5 separate regions of the Mus musculus genome follow, and all the other regions are linked to region 5. The links are chromatin contacts, called in public Hi-C and HiChIP or PLAC-seq maps. All regions are on one chromosome and are shown on one strand. The core of a region is the stretch at or near the end of the contact, and the rest is flanking DNA. Distances in the headings are between cores, read along the strand shown.

What was found. A called contact is a pair of places that touch in the nucleus more often than the background predicts. HiChIP or PLAC-seq counts read pairs in DNA pulled down with a chosen protein or histone mark.
Region 1: a contact with region 5 is called in a Hi-C map of B cells, with 1.7 times the contacts expected there. The contact joins the enhancer-like site here to the promoter of Ndrg1 in region 5. A contact is called at or near these places in 1 of 39 promoter capture datasets (liver), 3 of 484 Hi-C or Micro-C datasets (B cells, LSK cells and muscle stem cells), 2 of 115 datasets of contacts at active chromatin or transcription factors (effector CD8 T cells and memory CD8 T cells) and 2 of 9 other capture datasets (adipose tissue and liver).
Region 2: a contact with region 5 is called in a Hi-C map of granulocyte-monocyte progenitors, with 1.7 times the contacts expected there. The contact joins the enhancer-like site here to the promoter of Ndrg1 in region 5. A contact is called at or near these places in 1 of 39 promoter capture datasets (the C10 cell line), 6 of 484 Hi-C or Micro-C datasets (B cells, LSK cells, granulocyte-monocyte progenitors and 2 more), 2 of 115 datasets of contacts at active chromatin or transcription factors (effector CD8 T cells and memory CD8 T cells) and 3 of 9 other capture datasets (adipose tissue, liver and pancreatic islet).
Region 3: a FOXA1 HiChIP or PLAC-seq map of pancreatic cancer cells shows a contact between it and region 5. The contact joins the enhancer-like site here to the promoter of Ndrg1 in region 5. A contact is called at or near these places in 3 of 484 Hi-C or Micro-C datasets (B cells, cortical neurons and embryonic fibroblasts) and 2 of 115 datasets of contacts at active chromatin or transcription factors (microglia and pancreatic cancer cells).
Region 4: a contact with region 5 is called in a FOXA1 HiChIP or PLAC-seq map of pancreatic cancer cells. The contact joins the enhancer-like site here to the promoter of Ndrg1 in region 5. A contact is called at or near these places in 1 of 15 datasets of contacts at CTCF or cohesin (the NIH/3T3 cell line), 2 of 484 Hi-C or Micro-C datasets (liver and pancreatic cancer cells), 3 of 115 datasets of contacts at active chromatin or transcription factors (extraembryonic endoderm stem cells, memory CD8 T cells and pancreatic cancer cells) and 2 of 9 other capture datasets (adipose tissue and liver).

The regions. Positions count from the first base shown.
Region 1 is chr15:66,791,821-66,794,520 of GRCm38.p6, reverse strand. The region is part of intron 41 of Tg (thyroglobulin); the gene reads right to left. It overlaps Sla (src-like adaptor), which reads left to right. Exons shown (of 9, transcript NM_009192.3): 4 at 741-840; 5 at 2,210-2,296. Among named protein-coding and RNA genes, the nearest start is that of Sla, 39 kb to the left of the region's middle. Within about 2 kb of position 1,315, at least 31 of the 459 cell types and tissues checked have an H3K27ac peak or open chromatin away from gene starts, as enhancers often do. A contact at or near this core is called in B cells and effector CD8 T cells, where this site is marked.
Region 2 is chr15:66,815,224-66,817,923 of GRCm38.p6, reverse strand. All of the region lies in intron 41 of Tg (thyroglobulin), which reads right to left. The region is part of intron 1 of Sla (src-like adaptor); the gene reads left to right. Among named protein-coding and RNA genes, the nearest start is that of Sla, 15 kb to the left of the region's middle. Within about 2 kb of position 1,308, at least 74 of the 459 cell types and tissues checked have an H3K27ac peak or open chromatin away from gene starts, as enhancers often do. A contact at or near this core is called in adipose tissue and granulocyte-monocyte progenitors, where this site is marked.
Region 3 is chr15:66,731,598-66,734,297 of GRCm38.p6, reverse strand. The region is part of intron 27 of Tg (thyroglobulin); the gene reads right to left. Among named protein-coding and RNA genes, the nearest start is that of Tg, 62 kb to the right of the region's middle. Within about 2 kb of position 1,362, at least 94 of the 459 cell types and tissues checked have an H3K27ac peak or open chromatin away from gene starts, as enhancers often do. A contact at or near this core is called in cortical neurons, embryonic fibroblasts and pancreatic cancer cells, where this site is marked.
Region 4 is chr15:67,144,562-67,147,261 of GRCm38.p6, reverse strand. All of the region lies in intron 2 of St3gal1 (ST3 beta-galactoside alpha-2,3-sialyltransferase 1), which reads left to right. Among named protein-coding and RNA genes, the nearest start is that of Gm31400, 24 kb to the left of the region's middle. Within about 2 kb of position 1,286, at least 158 of the 459 cell types and tissues checked have an H3K27ac peak or open chromatin away from gene starts, as enhancers often do. A contact at or near this core is called in the NIH/3T3 cell line, adipose tissue, liver and 2 more, where this site is marked.
Region 5 is chr15:66,968,363-66,971,062 of GRCm38.p6, reverse strand. Ndrg1 (N-myc downstream regulated gene 1) reads left to right here and starts at 1,422. Exons shown (of 16, transcript NM_008681.2): 1 at 1,422-1,559. It overlaps Gm2895 (a long non-coding RNA gene), which reads right to left and starts at 1,415. Exons shown (of 3, transcript XR_875396.3): 1 at 1-1,415.

The DNA.
Region 1 (2,700 bases), core at 66-2,565, 180 kb after region 5:
ACTGAAATTGCTTGTCTGTGCATGGATGGGAAGGAATATTCACACAACTCCTCACTGCCCACACCATTAACTCATTAACTGTCAGTAGCACTTCAAGGAGTAGTAGTGCCCTGTAAATCCCTCTAAGAAGGAGTCTTTTCATAGCCTTCTGGGGTAAGGTTCTTTTATCTGTCATCCCATTTTTAAGATGCTGAGGCCTGTAGACACAGGGCAGACCCTGAAATAAAGCCAGATGAAGTGACCCTAGTTTTTAGATCTCGCGACCCCCCTCCTTTTTTTTCAGATGGGAACACTGGGATCAAGGTAGGGCTGTGATAGAAGCAAGATCTGTGGCCACAAGACCTGCCTGAAGGCTATCTTCTTGGGGAAGAGGCCTGGGACACTGGGCGACTGGGAGTAGAGTTTCACAGACACAAGCTAGGAGGCTCCAGAGCAGTGCTTCTCAACTTTCCTAAAGCTGCAACCCTTTAATACAGTTCCTCATGCTATGGGGACTAGCATCCACAAAACTACTTTGTTGTTTTTTCTTAACTGTAATTTTGATACTGTAATGAATCATAATGTAAATATCTGACATGCAAGATATCTGATATGTGACTCACCAAGGGGTCAAGACCCACACGTGAGAACCACTGTTTCAGAGGCACCCCCTCCCCTCCCCTCCCCCACAGCTTTGTCTCTCTTTATTCCCAATTGCCTCCTGTACCTGGTCAGTGAAAACCCTCCTCTTTGCTTCCTAGGACTTGAAAGTGACTTCCTGGCTGTGCTGACTGACTACCCATCTCCTGACATTAGCCCCCCAATATTCCGGAGAGGAGAGAAACTGCGTGTAATTTCTGAGTGAGTGAGCCTCTCAAAACAAGTATGATCCCCTAAACATGACTAACCCATCAGAGTTCCAGATCTAGTCAGTTGTCCAGTTCTACACAGGTGCTGGTCCTACTGTGAGGTGAGAAATTTAGTCCCTGCTGTGGCCTGCCCTCCCAGGACCTTACAGCCTCCAGTGGCACCCTTTGAATATATGGGGTGATGTTATTCACTAGGGCATGCTGGGAGGAGAAGCAGAATCCAAGAGCATTGTATATGATAACAGCAGTGCCTGTGTTCCTGCCATTGTCTTTAAGTATAGGTTTAAACTGCCTATAACACACGCTAAGGGCTCTGTGTACTTCAATTAAGAGTCTAATTGATCTAGACAAGCAAATGGATGTTTGGTTATACTTGAGGGAATAAACGAGTACAGGAAGTTTTTGTTTTTGAAACTCTTCAATCATGCATATCAGCTGAGGAAATGAACTGTTGGTCCCCCAGGGGTGGCACTGTCAGCATGTGAACAGGTTCCCCTGTGAACACGTAACTTGTGGTGAGGGATGTCTGCCGGGTATATATAGGCTTTAAAAGCTAAATTTTGTGGCTGGGAAAATAGTTCTATTGGTAAAATGCTTGCTGAGTTAGCATGAGGACCTGAGGTTAACCCTTGGAACGCCCCCTCCAAAAGTTGGACATGATAGCATATACACCTATAATCTCAGTGTTGAGAAGAAAAAATAAGCCTTACTGCTGGCCAGCCAGTCTAGCCTGCTTAACAACTTCCAAGCTAGTGAGAGGTGCTATCACTAAAACAAAGATGGGGCCAGCTACATGGCTCAGCACGTAAAGGTGCTAGGTGCACAAGCCTGGTGACCTAAGTTTGATCCTCCAGACCCATGTAAAGATGAAAGGAGAGGAATAACTACATAGAGTTGTCCTTTTATTTCTCTATGCATATTATGGTAAGCATTTGCCCCATCCTGAACATCATTCACATGCAGAAATGTACACACACACACACACACACACACACACACACACACACACACAGATGAATACATTCAATGATTTGAAAATAAAACAAGGTGGACAGTATCCCTAGAAATGACAACCAAGATTCACTTTTGGCATTCACATGCACACATGTGACAATCCCAACATACCATCTCTCTCTCTCTCTCTCTCTCTCTCTCTCTCTCACACACACACACACACACACACACACACACACACACACACACAGGAAATCTAAATTTTCAACGGGAGAAATTCAGGTCTAAGAGGTGATGACAGATCATGAAAGAGGTGTGTCCCAAGGGGCAATGAGCTAGTTTGATGACTACATCTTTGGCTTTACCATTTACACATGCATATTTCCTTTTCTGCTTTGTCCTGACAGTGAAGGGGGCTGGTGGAAAGCCATTTCTCTCAGCACTGGCCGGGAAAGTTATATTCCAGGGATATGTGTGGCCAGAGTGTACCATGGGTGAGTATACATCTTAAAAGTACCATTCAGCCATGATGTGTATGGGTGACTCAGGTGATTAAAAAAAGCTCTAGCACTGTACAGTGGAAAGAAAGCATTGCTTAAAGGGATGGTTTTACCCCATCCTTGGGGTAATATTTCCCACTTTCTAGGACTTGATTCCCCAGCAGTAAAATGAAGCAAGTTGGGACTTCTTACTCAGACATAGTATTCCTACCATACCTGAGCACTCTAGGACCATGTCTAGGAAGCAGCCTAATTCAGGGGCTAAAAGTCAGTCTTTGTAAGTTCAAGTCTAGCTTCTGTCACTTCCAGACCATGAGATAACGGGCAAGCTTCTCAGCCCCGTGTATCCTCAGTTGTTCAGCAGAGAGCACAGCGTAGGATGATGGGGGAATGGTACA
Region 2 (2,700 bases), core at 59-2,558, 150 kb after region 5:
GAAGACATTGTAAGAGATTCTTATGATTTCAAAACATTTTCAGACTCCTGCTTAGAAACAATCCAGTTTCTCTTTGGTATCTGTCAGTAATCATCTCCCAAATGGGATACCCACAGATAGTCCACTGAAGCTCCACATGAAGGTTCTAGAGTATGTGTCTATAGATATTATTTAAGAAATGTCACTCTTTCAGTTTCTGTAAGTTATAGGTACATATTTGCTGTGTTATTTATGGAAACAGTTTATGACTATGAATAATACCCTGAGAATAACTTTTTTTTTCTGTAAGTACATGATCAAGAGTTAGGAAGTGACTAGTCAAACAATAAAGAGACACTGGGTAAAAGATGGAAGCCAGGAGGATACCTTCATCCAGGGGTTCTGCTCTATTGATAGAAGGAGGCATGCCAGCAAACCATTTGACCTTAGGTATAGATTACTATGGCAACTGTTGATCTGCAGACAGACACCACCACCATGCCTACCATCCTTCATCCTTACTGATGCCACATGGCATGATCAACAACACCCTGGTGAGTATCCATGAAGTGCCCAGGACAATAGGGATAGTATCAGAAGGAGGGGATGCAGGATTATTTATTAGCCCGTTTAGGTAGATTTGAGAGGGACAGAGAATGAGTCAAAGAGCTAAGATGACTGTCAGTGGCCAGTAATGCCATCACTATCAACTCCAGACAAGACAAGAAATGTAGTCATCCTACAAAAACAGGAATTGAGAAAGAGGTGTGAAGCAAACATCTCATGAGACCCTCAGATGTCTAGCTGTATCAAATTCTGCAACTTTTAAGGATCTCCTACTCAGTCTTGGTCACCAAAGTCTTGCTAGATGCGTTTTCTGGGGTCCCTGTGCACCAGGGCCCCCACCACGTTGTCTTGTCCTGCTTTTCTCTTGTCCCTTCATCCATTCAAGGTTAGCTCAAGAGGGTAGATCAAGTGGCAGCCCTGTCTCCCCATATCTCTGCCATTTGCTACCCCACAGAGGCTCCATCACAACTATTTCAACAGGAAAGACAATGGCGATCAAGCTAACATATCTGGAAGATAGTAAATTACTCATATGGAGCTGAGAACCACCCAGGCTCTGGAGGCACATTAGTGGGATTAATTGAGCAAGGACTGAATAGGATTCTAGTGAGTCTTGGTACTTCTGCAAACCTCCTGAGCAGAAGGGGTCATGGGGAAGAGCTTCTACTTTTTTCTTTTGTTGAGGAACTACAGTCCCAGGAGTCTTCTTGCAAAGACAGTGCTTGATGACACACGCCGGTTTAGAAACGGTTTGCAGTGGGTAAACTCAGATCTTCCCACAGGCTACTTCTCTAACTCTAAGCCAATCCCAAAGCAGAACTAGCACTTCTTGAGGAATGGAACTGTCTACTCGTCTCTACATGGGAAAGACAGGCTAAGAGGAAATAAATACAAATGCTCTTATTCCCCAGGCACAGTCTCTTTCTTCATTCATTCAGTGGATACTTGTGGGTCACCTCTTCAGGGTAGGTTCAGTGGCTCTATGTTAGACTCACCACCTCCTGTGCCATTTATCAGATCCACTATGGTTTTACCAAGGGTTTACAGAAATGGAGGGTTTGATGGTTTTACAGTACACTAGGAAATGCATGTATATTTCCCCATGAGTCCTCACAAGCAAGAAGTATTATATTATGCTCTGTGAGAGACTTGGAAATCTGTACAAGGCCATATAGCCCTGCCTTTAGCTATCTGGCCTCCGTCTCTTGACTTTGACTCCTGTGTTGCAAATACAGCTCCCAAGAGTGTCAAAGAGGGAGTTTTCACTTCTGGTTAGGGGAGCTCTGAGATCTACAGAGAATAGGTGAGCTCTGGTTATACATCTGCAGGAGACAGGATGTCCTCACAGGTAGGAAAAGCATCTAAGTGCATTAGAGCTGCCTAACCAAGTACACTAGTACCTGATTCTTTTCACTCAAGGGATGCTACCTGGTTCTTAAGCTTGGATTTCTCATCATCTATTTTTTTCCAACATTTATATAGAAAGAAGGAAAATAAACCCTGAACTTCCCAGACTTGGGACCTACTGATAGCCTCACATATCTGCCATGAAACACCAAATTGCTTTACAGCATATCTCTCGCTGAGCTTAAAGCCTCCAGGAGAACTAAATTCAAAGAAATGAGCTGTGAATTGTTTCAGTTAGGGGGTTGCCAGTTCCAGCTGGGGATTGTGGCAGCTGACCCATGATAGGGGATCTTGTCCCCTTAGCAACGGTAGAAACCACAGTGCCCTACTTCACTGAGTGATCCTTGGCTCACTTGTGGCTAACAGCTTGCTGTCTCCCTGTGGCAGTTTATCTGTGTAACTGATAGCTAATTAATTTGCAAAGCCCTCTAGAAATCTGACACAGATGGCTTGAGTGTCTTTGTGGACCTAAATTGTGACCTTTTGAGAGGTAGTTGTCATTTGTTAATACAGTTCAGCCTGGCTGACCACAAACTTATCTTGAGGCTTCCTGGAAGGCCAACATCTATCTTTAGCTTTTGTGCTGACTCCAGGCATTAAGGACCTTAAAGGAATCTACACCGTATAGATGAAATCTAGCCCTATCCTGCTAAACCTCAGTGCACTGTAGCGTTGGAGCCCAGGAGTCTTCTGGGTTGTTCTCCAGCTCCCTACCTACTTACATCTACTTTTAGTCTATAGATTTTT
Region 3 (2,700 bases), core at 113-2,612, 240 kb after region 5:
ATAACCAAAACGGTTAACAACAGCAACAAAGACAACGACAACGACAAAAACAACAAGGTTTTTAGGCGGTCTCATTGTGTGGATTTCCTGATATCAAACACTGCCGAGATTCTGATATCCTTAATGAAGCTGGGACCAAGAGGATGTAAGTAAGATTACATGCCATCAAAGTTGATGTCCTAACTTTGATCACCAGATCCCACATGTTAGAAAGAGAGAATTGACTTAATCAAGTTGTCCTATGACTTCACATGCTCATGGTGCCATGTATGTTCAGGCTACACCCACACACATACACACACATACACACACATGCACACACAAACATACACACACACGAGCATGCACATACACATGTACATGCACACACATACACACACACACACCAAATACATAAATCATTAATTGTAAAAACTAATTGGAGCTAGCAATTAAATGATAGCAATACTTCACAGTGTTACCTTCTGGATCCTTCCCATTTGATACATATCCAGTTGTTGGCAGATTTTCTTATTTGACTTATTGCTGATGTTATTAATGGTTCTTTAAAATTTGTATTGACATATAGTCACTATATGTAATGATGGACTTTATAAGAAAATTTTCATTGACATTTATCATGTACTTTGACCATGATAATGCCTCATATCCTCTCCTTTCCCCCACTACTCTCCCCTCCCACTAAAGCTAGAGGCTTCTCTATTTTCTGGCAAGTTCTCATCCTCTGGTGCCACACTGGCTAAAATTAGATTTCTTCCACCCTCTCCTCTTGGTGGTAAACACTCCTCATTTTTTTCTCTGTTCAGTCTCAGACTCATAATCTAAACAGAAACCCAGCACTCTCAATGAACACTCTCATACAGCACACACCCCTGGTAGTTTGAGGGGAAAAATATCTGCCATGGGCTCAGATTGTATAAAACCATTTCTTGGTGTTCTGTAGGGTTAGTGGTAGGGATATTCATTTGATGTGGGCACCAGAAATCAGCCCTGGATGGGGTAAGTGATCTTAGATAGAACTTAGCTAGTTTCTAGAAACTGAGCATAGGAGCCCTACAATCCCTTGACTCTATGAAGGTGACGAAATGCAGGCTTATTTTGCTTTGGTGATGCCCACATCTATCACCTCAGCTAGCTGGGGAACACCTTGGCCTCGGTGATGGAAAGCTTTGCAACTTTTGCACTCAGCACCTGGACTGATGCCTCCCATCTGCCTGGTAGGTTGTGCTTTGTGGTAGAGGACATATCCCAAGGTTGTGGTTATATCACGTGAGGACCACTACTAAGTCATGGCTGGCCACACCACCCCTCCTTCAACCCTCTGGTCCTCTCTCCAGTAGCCTTTTGACATCTCTCCTTTGCCATCTTTGAAGTGGAATTTGCTATGAGCTGGCATTCAGACCAAGTCCAGAAGTGAGGAATGCAGTGACATCTGAGGAATGGAATTCCAAAGTGTCAGAGATGCCAAGCAATTTGCTGCAATAACCACAGATGACTTGAAAGCATTTTCTGCTTTCAGGAGTTTGACCTGCATTCCCTGGGTTGTTTGCCTCAGCAGGTGGTCCAAAGGATCATGAAAATAACACTGAAAAGCAGACTTTGGTGTGCTTCCTGTTTAAAGGAAGTGGAGTCTACTGAGTTGTAGATTCCTAAACTAGGACCCTACCCACATTAGCTTTCGATATCAGATCTAAGCCTGGATAACCTTGGTCCAGGTCTCTGCTTTATTCAACTGTGACATTAGTAGCTAGCTGATAAACAAAAGAAATGCACCCTACTGAGGATTGCCATGGGACATACAAGTGAATGACCAGATAGTTGGAACTTGGAAAAAAAAATCCCCAGTTTAGAACATACACTCACACACACACACACACACACACACACACACACATCAGATATATATATATATATATATATATATATATATATATATATATACATACTCACATACACCACATATATACATACACAGATACCACACATACAACATCACACACACACATATATATACACATGCACACGCACACACACATATGTGTGTGTGTGTGTATATATATATCACAGACCCCACACACATATCTCCAACACCACACAAACATACACATAGAACATCACACACACACACATCACACACACACACACATACACACACACACACATTCATGCCTACATACATACACAACACACAAACACTATATATATGATACCACACACACACCATATACATACACATAGCACACACACAGAAACATACATGTAGCATATATGCATAGCACACACACACACACACACGACTGAATTGAAAACCCAAAGCTTGGGCTAGAGAGATTGTTCAGTTGGCAAACTCTTGCCTCACAAATGTGAGGACCTGAGTTTGTTCCATTAAGCCCATTCAATAAGCTAGGCAAATGCTTGTAATTCCAGCGATGGTGAAATGTAAGGTAGCGATAAGCAGATCCTTGGGAACTTTATTGTCCGGCTATGCTAGCCTCAGTGAAACCCCTGGCCAATGAGAGACCCTGTCGCAAACAAAAACTGGAAGGCACTAGGGAATGATACCCAAAAACGTTGTCTACTGATAAACACACACACACACACACACACACACACAGACACACACACACACAGACACACACACACACAGACACACACAGACACACACACACAGACACACACACACACACACACACACACACA
Region 4 (2,700 bases), core at 37-2,536, 180 kb before region 5:
TGGGTGGGGGTCAGGCAGGACTCCTGGGAATCTGTCTTTCCTCTTCAGCCTCCTCAGGTCCCTGCCACCCTGGACACCACCTCAGATCTAGTTTTAAGCCAATGGAAACCAAAGATCCTCTATCTGTGGCCTTGAGGTGTTTTGACTTTGGGAACTTTTCCTCTTTCTCGATACTGGCCCAAATAGCTACTACTTACATTCCTACATGCTTCCACTTTACTAAGCAAGCACACCCAAATAGTTTTCAGCCCTTTCTGAAATCAATGGCTGGGTGAGGAGGAGGAAGGGGAAGGGGAGGGTAACAGAGCCAGCCTGCCTGAGATCCATTTGGCAAGCCTTTGTGTTACATCCCACAGCTCGTCCAAGAGGCTGTTCGGGGAAGACACGTCACTATGTTGCTCAATGGTTTTTGTGTAAACACTTTTTCTAAGCACTGAAATTACCCTCTGTGCTGAGAGTAATGGCGATCGGGAAAAAAAGCAGGAAAAGGACCTTTAAGTTAAGGCTGGTGACGCAAACTTGCTTTTGCTTTTTGTCCTTTAGAACAGAATCACCCTCCTGCACTTAGCAGTCTCTGCAGATGGGCAGTGTACTCAATAGGGCCTCTACGGGTCAGACTCTGTCTCTCCCCATCCCCCTTCAATCCTATGCTTGAGTCAAGGAGAGTCACTCTAAAAGTGTTCCTGGAATCACCTTGAAAAATCATTGCACTGCATGGTGGTTGTGTAATATTCTAGCAAACAACAGTAGAACTTGGAAGTTTCCATCCCTCTATTGCTGCGTACTTGTGTGTCATGCACATCAATACATATGATCACGCTGGTTACTGTTACCAGCCCTGTGATGTTGTGAGCATTTTCCTTCGTTTGTACTATGTCCCGGGGATGCATTCCCAGGACCAGTGGAACTGCTTTCAGAATTTCTCCCACCTGTTTGCAATTGTGACCTTGCTGGGGAAGGAAGCCAGGAAGATTGGGAACAGAAGCTGGAAGATGATCACAAGAGGCTGGGAGAGGGACAGGGAAGAAAAACCCAAGAAGATCCCACAGCACTGTGAGATCGTGTAACAGGCAAGTGGATCTTTTTTCTTCGGGGCTCAGTATCCAGGTCATGGAGGAACAGGAGCAAGGAGATGTCAAACAAAGAAGAGGCAGGGCATGGAGTCAAGGGAGTTTGTTTCTGATAGAACGAGAACCTGTTCTCCAATCTTGCATTCCTCAGGGGCTAGCATGTGGGTGGGACAGGATGTTTGCTAGCAGTTAATGAGCTACACTGGACTGTGACCCACTTCGGGTCATCTTGGGTTGTTGATAATCTACAGGATTATTGCAACAAGCGTGGCTCGTGGGTGCTTGCTCCAAATGTCTGCCGAGCCTGCGGGTCATTTGTACCTGGTGGTGGTACTTCAGGGCTCCAAGAAATTGAGAATGCCTATGGGCCATGAGAGGTGGAATGCCCACATCCCTTTTGAATTCAGGGGCTTCCAAGATTCCAGCATCTGGTGGAATCCAAATAGCTTTGGCTCTTCTAAATGTCCTGAAGTCCAGAAGAACTTCCTAGCATAAGCCACACTTCATCAGCTACCCATGACTTAGATGTGAGAATGAGCCAGGGAAGGGAGGGTCATACACACACACACACACACACACACACACACACACACAGAGAGAGAGAGAGAGTGCCCCAGGGATGGGTTTGCATGTGGCAGGAAAGGCATCTTCGGGGAAATTCCTCACCCAGCTGCAATGTACACACCCAGCTGCTGAAGTTTTTCCTATGCCTCACTTCCTTTTTCTATAAACTGACATAACAAGACCTACATGAAGGATGATTTTAAGAGTTAACAAGTTAATAGAATAAAACTCCAAGGGGCAAGTAGATCAGAAAGGCTACAGAACATGCATGTGTGCATGTATTTCTATACACATATTCACCTTGTATGCATGCATAGATGTGCATGTACTTACTTCATTCATGTGATGCATATATGTATGTCCACAAAAGCACTGGGTCATATGCACTGCATTTTACCATTGTGTTATGTGTATCATATGCATTTATAAATACATTAAATGTCCTGTGCACATACTAAAGCCATTTTAAACAAACCCCACTGGTCACTCCAGCAATTCACTTGCTTCTTATTTCTGAGACTTAGAGTATTTAGTAACCAGTTCCTCCTGCCTCTGTACCCAGATTGAGAGACACAGGGGGACAGAACCACCAGTATGTTCCGAGGTACAAAATGTACAGAATGTAATTGCAAAGGTGGGGTACACATGAGTGACCAGCTGCTAAGAGCCACCTGCTCTCCTCTGATTTCCTGAAGTCCCTCTTTAGGCTGGTGACAGCTGTGAGTTTGTCTCCTGCATTGTGCTGCTGTTTCTGCAGCACCAGGATACCTAGAAATCAACTCAGGAAACCCCAGGTCCAGCCCAGAGCCCACGGAGTCTCAGCTAGGAACATTTTCCCTCAGGACTCTCTGCCTGAATGCCCAGAGTGTGAGCTGAACCAAGGTGCAAGTGTCTCTACCCATGAGACTCTTTAGGACCTGACACCAATCTGGCCTTCCTGTTCAGACATAGCTGCACCTTGGGAGGAGGAAGGGAGTTCCCCAGACACCATTGCAGAGATCCTGAAGTGACAGTTGCCTGAAGACATACTATGAATGCCTGTGCTGGAGTGCCTGCCCCCTATATT
Region 5 (2,700 bases), core at 173-2,672:
TCAGGACAACTATAGATCTGGTAAGCTCAGCTTAGCGATCTTGTATGGATGTCTTGGGAAACAGAAATCTTGGGGCTCCATTTTGCTATGTCCCCCAAAGAAAGAGCTTTCCTTTTTTCTTCTTACTTCCTTCTTCTCCAGCTCCTTAGCACAGAGCAGGCTCTTAAAGCGGCTCCCTAGATATCCATAGACCAAGAGAATGAGGGTCAGGTTATCTAGAGGAGGGGGGAGGGGAAGGCCACTTGAGTCATAAGGGTTGAGCAGGTGGCGTTGAAACAATGACTGGACTGGGCCTTAGGTGTGACTCAATCTCTCTATAACATGATGTTTTCTTGGTGCTGGGTGCTGAGATTCTCAACGTGGTTTCACATCTGAGCCAATCCGGGCAATGTTTATTTATTTAGTGGGGATGGGGAGCGAGGGGTCTGAGGAAAATGTATGGCACTGTGTTCTTCCTTTCCACTTTGTGGTTTCCGGGCATGGAATTTAGGTCCCCAGGGTTTTGCAGGCCACATGTCTTTACCAGGTGTGCCATCTTGCTGCACCCTTTGAGGAGTTTTTTTTCAAAGCCCCAGTGTTGGGGCACACTCTCAGATTCTAACTAAGCTGCTCTGGGGTGTAACCAGGGTATCCACCTGCTTAAGAAAAGCTCCCTGGAGAGGCTCAGGTGTAGGTCAGGGCGAGAACCCGGTAACAGGCAAGCAGGCCAAGGTTTTAGAACATCACGACAGAAGGAAGATCCATGATTGGAAAGCAAATTCTATGCACGTTCTGGGGACCACAAACTGCAGTCCGTAGAGTGCTTACAGCTGACACAGCGGGCTGGAGCAGCGGGGAAACAGCAGCTCAGAGTAGGAAGGGAGTTGTGGGGCGCCAAGATCAGCAAGAATAAAGGGAGCTAAGCAATGTGAAAGGAGCCTGGAGATAAAGTCTGCCGTCTAGGCTGTAAATGGGGCTCGGGAGTGACTGCGTGGAGACCCGGAGGAAGTGGGGGGTGCCGCCCAGAAGGGCGTGGCGCGGGCAGAGGCTTAGGAAACTCAAAGGCTATAGGGGGGCAAGCGGTCGCGCAGAGAGACACAAGGGAGTCCTTATGCACACGCGCACGAGCGCGCACGGGCACACCACGCTACCACTCGGTGGGCACACGTTCGCTGCACACGCCGCGGTCCCGAGAGCGGATCACAGGGAGGAGCGGCAGGCAGGGCCGGGCAGTCTCTCCAGTCGCGCCCCTGCAAAGGCTTGCGCAACAGGCGGCGGCTCCAGCCCGCCCCGCCCAGCCCAGGCAGGGTGCAGCACGAGGCGGGCCGGAGAAAGGGGTGTGTCCCCGTCTCCTGCTGCGCTGGGAGCAGAGGGTCTGGGAGGGGCGAGGCCCTGGGGGCGGGGCCCCGGCGCCTATAAAATCGCCCTACGCACGCACGGACATAAACAAACCTTGCCAGGCTACCCTCTCGCGTTGCAGGCAGATTGCTCACCCATCTTCGTCTCCCTCTTCACCTCCCGCGGGGCGCTGCACCTCCAACCTTGTGGTTGGCTCCTTTCCGTGCTTGCTTGCTCATTAGGTAAGCCCTCCGGACGCCTTCTTCCTCCGGAGCAAGACAAGGACCCCCAGCAAAGCTTGCTTTCGGGGTGCTACTGGACACCCCGCCCGTCTTTTGTGGCCCTTGCGAAGACCACAACTGGTGGTCTTCGGTGGAACCGGCGCCGGAGGGATAGCTGGCATCACTGGAGCGGGTTTCGATTACTATAAGGCACAAAAAGACGTGTTGGGTCTCGCTTTCTCTCTAATTGGGGAAGTGGGATTAAGGGGTCGAAGTTGGGGCGGAGAGCCTGGGAATACCTGGGTCGCACTTCCTGGCGTCAACCCTGAGCCACAGCTGACTTCTCTGTCCACTGGGCTCAAGGGGACACTTTGTGTGTGCTCTCGCGTGTGAAGGGGTGTGGATGGGTGATGGGGTGACTAGGAAAAGAGCGACTGTAGCGCGTGTATCCAGGGGATGAGTAAGGGTGAGCAGACTTGGCGGGGAGTGTGGAGAAGGGGGCGAGGGTGTGTCTACTCTGGAGCCTGGTCCCGAACCAGTGTGATCTGAGTCCAGGTTCCCATCCAGTCCAGAGCCCAGTGCTCTCTCCAAGCTGTGCGTGTGAGAGAACGTGTGTGTGCTGGGGGAGAGTCCGGGGTGTGTCCCGGCGCGTGCTGCACGCGCCACTGCGAGTGTCGGCGGCGAGAGGAGCCCAGGCAAGGGTGCGGCCCTCTAGGTAGTACCGGGTTGGCTCTGTAACTGCGCGGGAGTGGTGGTTTGTGCCTCCAGGGTCGCGCGGGCATCTGGCAGCCCCAGAGTTGGCTGGAGCTCTGAGTGTCGTCATTTTCGCCTCCGCCTCCCCCCGCCCCACCTCCCTTTCTTTCTCCCAGGCGGTCCTCCCTGCTGTTTTAGCCCGGAGAGCAGCTGGAACCGCTCGTCCGTTCCCGGGAGACCGGTCGCGGTCTCTGATTCAGCCTGTAGGGTAGATTCGGGAGGGGCGTGAGGAATGCTGCAGGCTCTGGGGAAACATGCTGTCACCACCGCCTCTGTCAAATTAGTAGCTGAAGCTAAGATTTGTGGATGGCTTCCTTACTCTGCCACCTTCCGTCTTCCCTTGTCTGTCGCCTTTGCTGGCAGTCATCACGGATCCCCATGCACTGTCCCTTGGGCTTTAATGTGGGAG